2 separate regions of the Anser cygnoides genome follow, and region 2 is linked to region 1. A link is a contact called in public Hi-C data. All regions are on one chromosome and are shown on one strand. Each heading gives the region's core, a stretch centred on a gene start, on an enhancer-like site or on the middle of the called end of the contact. The rest is flanking DNA. Distances are from core to core; before and after follow the strand shown.

The links. A called contact is a pair of places that touch in the nucleus more often than the background predicts.
Region 2: a Hi-C map of liver shows a contact between it and region 1, with 2.3 times the contacts expected there. The contact joins the promoter of RNF130 here to the promoter of MAML1 in region 1. A contact is called at or near these places in 3 of 7 Hi-C or Micro-C datasets (granulosa cells and liver).

Annotation. Positions count from the first base shown.
Region 1 is chr14:5,692,687-5,696,063 of Taihu_goose_T2T_genome, forward strand. It overlaps MAML1 (mastermind like transcriptional coactivator 1), which reads left to right and starts at 1,585. Exons shown (of 5, transcript XM_048057310.2): 1 at 1,585-2,328. The coding sequence starts at 1,954.
Region 2 is chr14:5,860,791-5,864,167 of Taihu_goose_T2T_genome, forward strand. It overlaps RNF130 (ring finger protein 130), which reads right to left and starts at 1,771. Exons shown (of 9, transcript XM_048057193.2): 1 at 967-1,771. The coding sequence starts at 1,225.

The DNA.
Region 1 (3,377 bases), core at 335-2,834:
CAGGACTGTATTTTTATCAAGGAGCAGCTGCTATTTATGACTCAGTCCTTTGAGATGAAGTATATGTAAATGGTTTCAATTCAGCTAACATCTTGGGCACAACATAAATCTATTAATCCAATGTTTTTTTATCTCAATATGCAAATTGCCTTAAATTCCTGAACAATTCATGTGCATACATGTTCTTTCCAAGCATCAAAAAGGAACTTAAGATCGGCTATCAGCTTCTAAATAGTATTATGTTAAGGTGAAATGTAAATCTACATTTGCTTCTGCTAAATCTCCTTAAGAGGTCTCCTGTCTGCATGTTATGGCTTTTTTTTTTTGATACCATAGTGTATGCTTAAATAATCACTACAATAAATTATGACTTTCCAAAACGGATAGACAACTCAAAAGTTACTTCTTATCTTGCCTTCTGACTTGGGTGGCTCAGTTTAACTTCAGAATTGCTTTTAAAACTTTGAAGGAAAAAAAAATTGCTGTCTGCTTAGCCTGACTGGGGAAAAAATGCAAGTACAGCTGTGTTCTCTAAGTAGTGTAGCTCTGCCTGGTGGTGATCTGTGAATTAGGTTTGAAATCGGTGCAAAGTATGTGAAGGTATGCTGGGGCTGGGTGTTTGAGAGCAGCCTCGGTGAGGGATGCTGACTCAAGGGAGGGCGGTGAGGGAGGGTGAGGTGCTTCAGGTAAATAAGGGTGGGGGAGTGCTTGTAGCAGGGTAGGAGAGTAGAAAAGGCTGGAGTTTGTCTTTTTTCTCCTAGCAGTGGTGCTCAGAAAGCAGTTGATCAGGCTGCAGGTAACCTGCTGTAGAAGTGTTAACTGCATGGAAACTGTAATTAATTCACGATAATTCATCGGGGACTATTAAAATGTACCGAGGTTGTCTGATCCAAGGCTGACTTCTGGTAGCAGGTAGGGATGGGGGGAAGTGCTGAGGGCTGCCAGAGCTGATCCTCGGCCTCTTCCTCTGCCTGTCCCATAAGAGCAGTGCCCGGGGGCCGGGCTCTCCCTTGCACCCTGCTCTCAGCCTTTCATCCCCCCAGGCCCTGCGCCTTCTGTCAGGGCTGCACCTTTCCCAGCGTTATTTATTCGTGGCCTCACTGAGCCTTTCCCCGCTACTTGTGGCTGCGCTGCGCGCTTACGCACGAAGAGGATGTAAATAAATAAATTAACTCGAGTTTGCCTTCTGTTGTCTAATTAATTCCCCTGCTCGACCCAGGGGCCGGGGAGCTCGCCCCGAGCCCTCACCTCAGGGGCCCCTCCAGGAGCCGCTCCCCGGCCCCGCGGGGCGGGCACATCAGAGCCTGGCCCAGCTGCCAATCACCCGCAGGCCCCGCCCCTTTATCCAGCTCCTCCCCGCCCCTGCCTTTTAAACCCTCCGCAGGCCGCCTCCTGCCGGCCGCTCTCGCCCCGCCCCTTTCCTCCCCTCTCCCCCCCTTTCCCATTGGGCGGCAGCGCCGTCCGTCACCCCCTCGCCGCGCCGCGCGGCGTGACGTCACCCGCCACCCAGGAAGCCCCGCCTCCTGCTCCTCCGCTCGGCTCTGGAGGGGAAAAACAATTTCAAGATGGCGGCGGCGCGGCTAACAATGGGGGCTCGGGGCTCGGCGCCCGCCCGCGCCTGAGAGCGGCGCCCGCCGGGCAGCGCCTGAGCCGAGCCGCGCCGGGGCGGGAGGGAGCCGAGCGGGCTCCGGCCGGGGGCACAGCGGGGCGCAGGGCTTGAGGGAGAGGGGAGCTGAGCGGAGCGGCGCCGGCCGCGGGGCAGAAGGAGGAAGTGGGGCGGGGGGAGCCGTAGGGGCGCCGGGCCGAGGAGGGGGGGGAGGGGGGAGGAGGAGAGAGGAGGAGGAGGAGGAAGGGGAGGAGGGGGAGGAAGGGCGGCGAGGGGCAGCCCCGCTATGGCGAGGGCCGTTTCGCGGAGCCGCTGACCGGCGGCCGCTCTCCTCCCCTTCCCGGCCCATGGTGCTGCCGCCCTGCCCCATGGCGGAGTTCGTGGTGCCGCGGCACAGCGCGGTGATGGAGCGGCTCCGGCGCCGCATCGAGCTCTGCCGGCGGCACCACAGCGCCTGCGAGTCCCGCTACCAGGCCGTGTCCCCGGAGCGCCTGGAGCTGGAGCGCCAGCAGACCTTCGCCCTGCACCAGCGCTGCCTGCAGGCCAAGGCCAAGCGGGCCGGCAAGCACCGGCAGCCGCCCCCGGCCCCGCCGCCGCCCGCTCCCCCCCCGCCGCCGCCGCCGACCGCCGCGGGGGGCAGCGCCGACAGGAGCGGGGCCAACGGGCTGGACGCCGAGGCGGCGAGCGGCGAGCAGCACGGCCGCAGCAGCACGCTGATCGCGGTAAGGGGGCTGGGGGGACCGGGGGGGGGGGGGACCGGGAGGGACCGGGAGGGGGGGGACCGGCTGGCAGCGAGCCCCCCTCCGGGAGCTCCTGGTGGCTGCGGCCCCTCTTGATTCCCTTCCCCTGGCTGCTGGAAGGGTGCTGAAAGCTGCTGCCGGGGGCGGAGGGGGTTAAGGGGTCGCTCACCGGTTCCTACGGACGGTGGCTGTGCTCCTTCAGGGAACCGCGCAGCCTGGGGAGCTGTACTGCGGGGAGTTTCACCCAAAATGTCCCTGCAGAATCTGTCAGGGGATCGTCGGTGCTGCGGAGGCTTTGGGGGGTGTTTTTGTTGGCTTGTGCCTTCATGTAATCCGTCAGGGTTTAATCGGGTCACTTGTTAAGGGTACTTGATACGGGTGCGCTTATTACCAAGGAGATACTAAAAAATAAGAGTTTTGCTGCATCTTGGAAAGAGCTCCACTTGAAGTAGGAAGGCAGCCGCTTATTTGCTGCTCGCTGCAGTGGGTGTGAACACTATGGGAATCCCACTCCACCCAGTAAAAACTGGCTTAGCTCAAAATCTGAATGTTTCTCTGGCCTCTCTAGCATTTCTGGTTGTCAGGACTTATTCATACAGCCACGTTTGTATATCAAGATAGCTGTTGCTTAACTTACTCTGAACCCTTCAGACGTACCGCTGTGCGCTAATGTGTCAGTAACGTAGGTTAGTAGGATAACCTCTTAAAGGGTGCCTGTCATAATACCTGTCTTTCTCCAAAACAGGTATTTCTAAATGGTGGCCTTCGTGACAATGATACGGTACTGTTGTGGGTGCCTTTAAAAGGGGATGCTGGATTAACCAGATGTGGTTTCAAGTTAACGTATACGTTAAACCCAATTTTTAAGACGGTCTGTGTGTTTGATCGGAGTAGAGGAAGGGGAGGACACGATTCTCTGCTGCCTTGGATCTCATTTAGCTGTAGTTTTTAAAATAGAATTGCTACAGAGCTTACTGTGTTCTCAGGTGTGAGTGTACACGGTGTGAAGCAGTGAAACATGGCACATCGAT
Region 2 (3,377 bases), core at 521-3,020, 170 kb after region 1:
AATCACATCATTGTGACTGAATGCCTCATTTCAAACAAAAACCAAGATAATACTCTCACCCGTTTAAGTTAGCATTCTCTATAAAACCTAACATTTCTCAGAAAAGAACGAATGGACAACAGCCTCACTTAATAAAAATAAACCTGGGAAGCACGACGCAGCGTTCAGCACTACAAAGTTGAGCACATTTTGGCCTGGACATGAGAGTAACAGCCCGATGGCTCCAGTCATTCAGAGTCTTGATGGACAGCTTAAAAAGCATTTTTGCGAAACGTTCACTCAATAATCATGACTCCGTGCAGCTGCAAAAGCTTAAGGCCTTCCAGATGCATATCCATCGCAGTGAGCACCGTGCAGCTGCTCTGACATTCACAGCAATGCTGTAACCATGCTGCTAGCCATCTCTACCGACTCTTTGTAGCTTAGAAATAAAGCCTACATCCCTCCACACGACCAGCCTACTTGGACTAAACCCATTATGCTTCGCCGAGCTGTCATTGAAGCCAGATCATGGATTTTTTTTTTTCCTTTTTTCCCCGTGGGCAACTTCTCCCTGCTCTTTTCCCAGAGCTCTCTAGGAAAGTCTGCAAAGCTCAGACAAAGGCCAACCGCCTCGCCGACGAGCGAGAAGAGGCCGAGGTGGGCAGAAATGGGAGCGGATGGAGTGGCAAGGAGCGGGGACCCCCGGCAGCATCGGGGACCCCTGGCAGCAGTAGTGGGGACCCCCAGGCAGCATCGGGGACCCCCAACAGCATCAGAGACCCCTGGCAAGTGCAGTTGGGACCCTGAGCAGCATCGGGGACCCCTGGCAAGTGCAATGGGGATCCCCAACAGCATCAGAGACCCCTGGCAAGTGCAGTGGGGACCCCCAGCAGCATCGGGGACCCCTGACAGGAGCAGCGGGGACCCCCAGCAGAGGCAGGGACCCCCCGCCAGCTCCTCCCCCCCCCCCCCGCAGGCCGTTACCTCCGTTGATGGGCACGGGAGCCACCAGCAGGCCCTTGACCTCCACCTTGGGGGAATCCTGCCCGTAGCGGCCGCGGTCGATCCTGAGCAGCGTGGGGCCGCCCCGCTCGGGGCTCAGCACCGTCACGTTGATGAGGGCGGTGTAGTACGCCTGGCTGGCGTTGTCGGCTCCGGCCGGCCAGAGCCAGCAGTGCCACAGCAGCAGCAGCAGCACCGAGGAGCCGCCGGTCGGGGGCCGCCGGCCCCGCCGCGGGTTCATCTTCGCCTCCGGGCGGAACCGAACCGGCGGTCACGGCTGACCTGGGGCCGGGCCCCCCGCTCCGGTCCGGCACGGGGGGGTGGCAGCGAGGCACGTTATCCCATCTGCCGGCCCGGGGAGGGAGACGGAGCGAAAGCAGGCGGCGGGAGGGGGGGGGGAAGGAGAGCGCGGGCTCATGCCATGGGAGGAGCCAGGGAAGTGGCGGCGGGTCCCGCTCCGCTGAGGGGCTGGGGGGGGGGGGGGTAGGGGTAGGGACGAGCCCCTCTCCGCCGGCCCCGCAGCTCAGGGCGCCGCGCTCATGCTGCCGCCGGGGGGACGCGGGCGGGCACCGGGGGCGAGAAGGAGGAGGAAGAGGAGGCGGTCCCCGCAGGCGGCCGCTGGGCTGAGGCTCGGCTTAGTGCGGCGGGCGGCGCGATCCGCTGCTGGCCCGGCCGGCTGCCCCGGCCGGCGGCTGCCGCCCCATGCCCGGCCCGGCCCTGCCCTGCCCTGCCCGGCTCCGCTCCACGGCCGCCCCGCTCCGCGCCCGGCGCCCCGACTGCAGCCCGGCGCCGCCCGCACTGCGCAGGCGCGCTACGCCCCGCCCGGCGCCACGAGGGCGAGGGGCGGGGCATGCGTAAGCCACGCCCCCAGTGGAGGGTGGGTGGAGTCACGGGGAGTGACGTCACGCGGTCGGTCGGTGGTGGCTGGGGGCGCCCGCCGCTGTGAGGGGCTGCGGGGGTGTGGGGGCTGCCCCGGCTCCTCAGCGCCGCTCCCCGGCCTCGAAGCCGTCAAAAATAAACACGGGGGAGCTTAAAAGCACGCGTGGGTGGGGAGGAGGGAGAGCTGCAGGTGTGAAGGGCTGTGGGCAGCTCGGCCTCAGCCCGCGACTGCCCCTTCCTAGCGTGGGGTTCCTTGTTTGTGCGGTGCTGAAAGGGGAAGCCTCACCCGCACTGAAACGTGAATAAACGCAAATCGCGTGAAACGCTGTAAAGCAGGACCTGAGGAATCGCTCTCTTGCTTACAAAGGCTTTGAGCCACTTCATGACCAGAAAAGTAACTAAACAGCGTAACGGCCTGCTCTGTTTTTGAAAAGCAAATTATCTGGAAATTATTTATGGCAAGGAAAAGTACCGCAGGGCTGTGGGTTAGGATATTTTCTAAATTTCCAAACGAGTAACTGTGCTGCTGTTCTTCTGAGATACTGTCTCCCTGGTGACTTCCCCAGCTGCTCTGCGAGGCCCTCTGATAAGCATTGTGCTTAACCTAAGCATCTTCTCAAACTGTTCTCTTGGAAGGTTTTGTAGTTTATCCACTCGTGATGTACCTAGTCACACGTGTGTAAGATAACACACTAAAAGCACGTTCTATTTATTACATTTAGCTGCAACTGTGGGTCTAAGCCTTCCCTCAGAGAGTCCCGTGTCATTCCCAAGGAAGGCAGGAGGCTTTGCAAGCCTGCGTCTCTGAGCAGAGGGGAGCCACGGGGTCTGCTAAAGGCACGTTGCTTGTGGTGCTGTTAAGATCCTCTGAGATGCTGTCTATGAAAAGCTCCATAGAAATGTCAATACAATCCAGGAAATGTTTCTGAAGCATCAGCTGAATGTTCTGTTTCTGTTTTTTTCTTTTTTTTTTTCTCTCTTTTTTTTTTTTTGCCATTCTTGGCAAATGCTGGGTGAGGAACCAAAGGCCGGTAATGGCCCCTCAACATTTCACCAAGCCTTTCACCCCAGATGGAGGAGCAACAGGAGGGCAAGAGTCATGGCAAACACACTGATACTGCTCTGTGCAGACCATGGTCCCGAGCCATCGTTCCTGCAGAGCAGATATTAGTTTGATTTTTCAGCACTATGACCTCTGCATCCAGCCTCCCCACTTCCCTTTTCTAACCACAAGAAAGGTCTGCTTTTCGTTCTGCTTTGTCCCGTTTCCTGCAGTCTGTGTTTCTGCCCCACACAACCAGCACTGCCATGAGCGCTCCTCTGCGCCTGCCCACAGCCCGGCAGCGGCCAAAGCCCTCTGGACGGACACAGCTTCCCTTCGCTCCGGCTGCGACGGCTGCCTCCGGGACACGTCCCCTGCTCTCCTCATGCTGAGGCACAGCACACGGCAGCCATGTCTCCACTGGTGGCCGTGTGGCAGGGCCCTTTTTGTTGTCAGCCAAATGGCTCTGAGG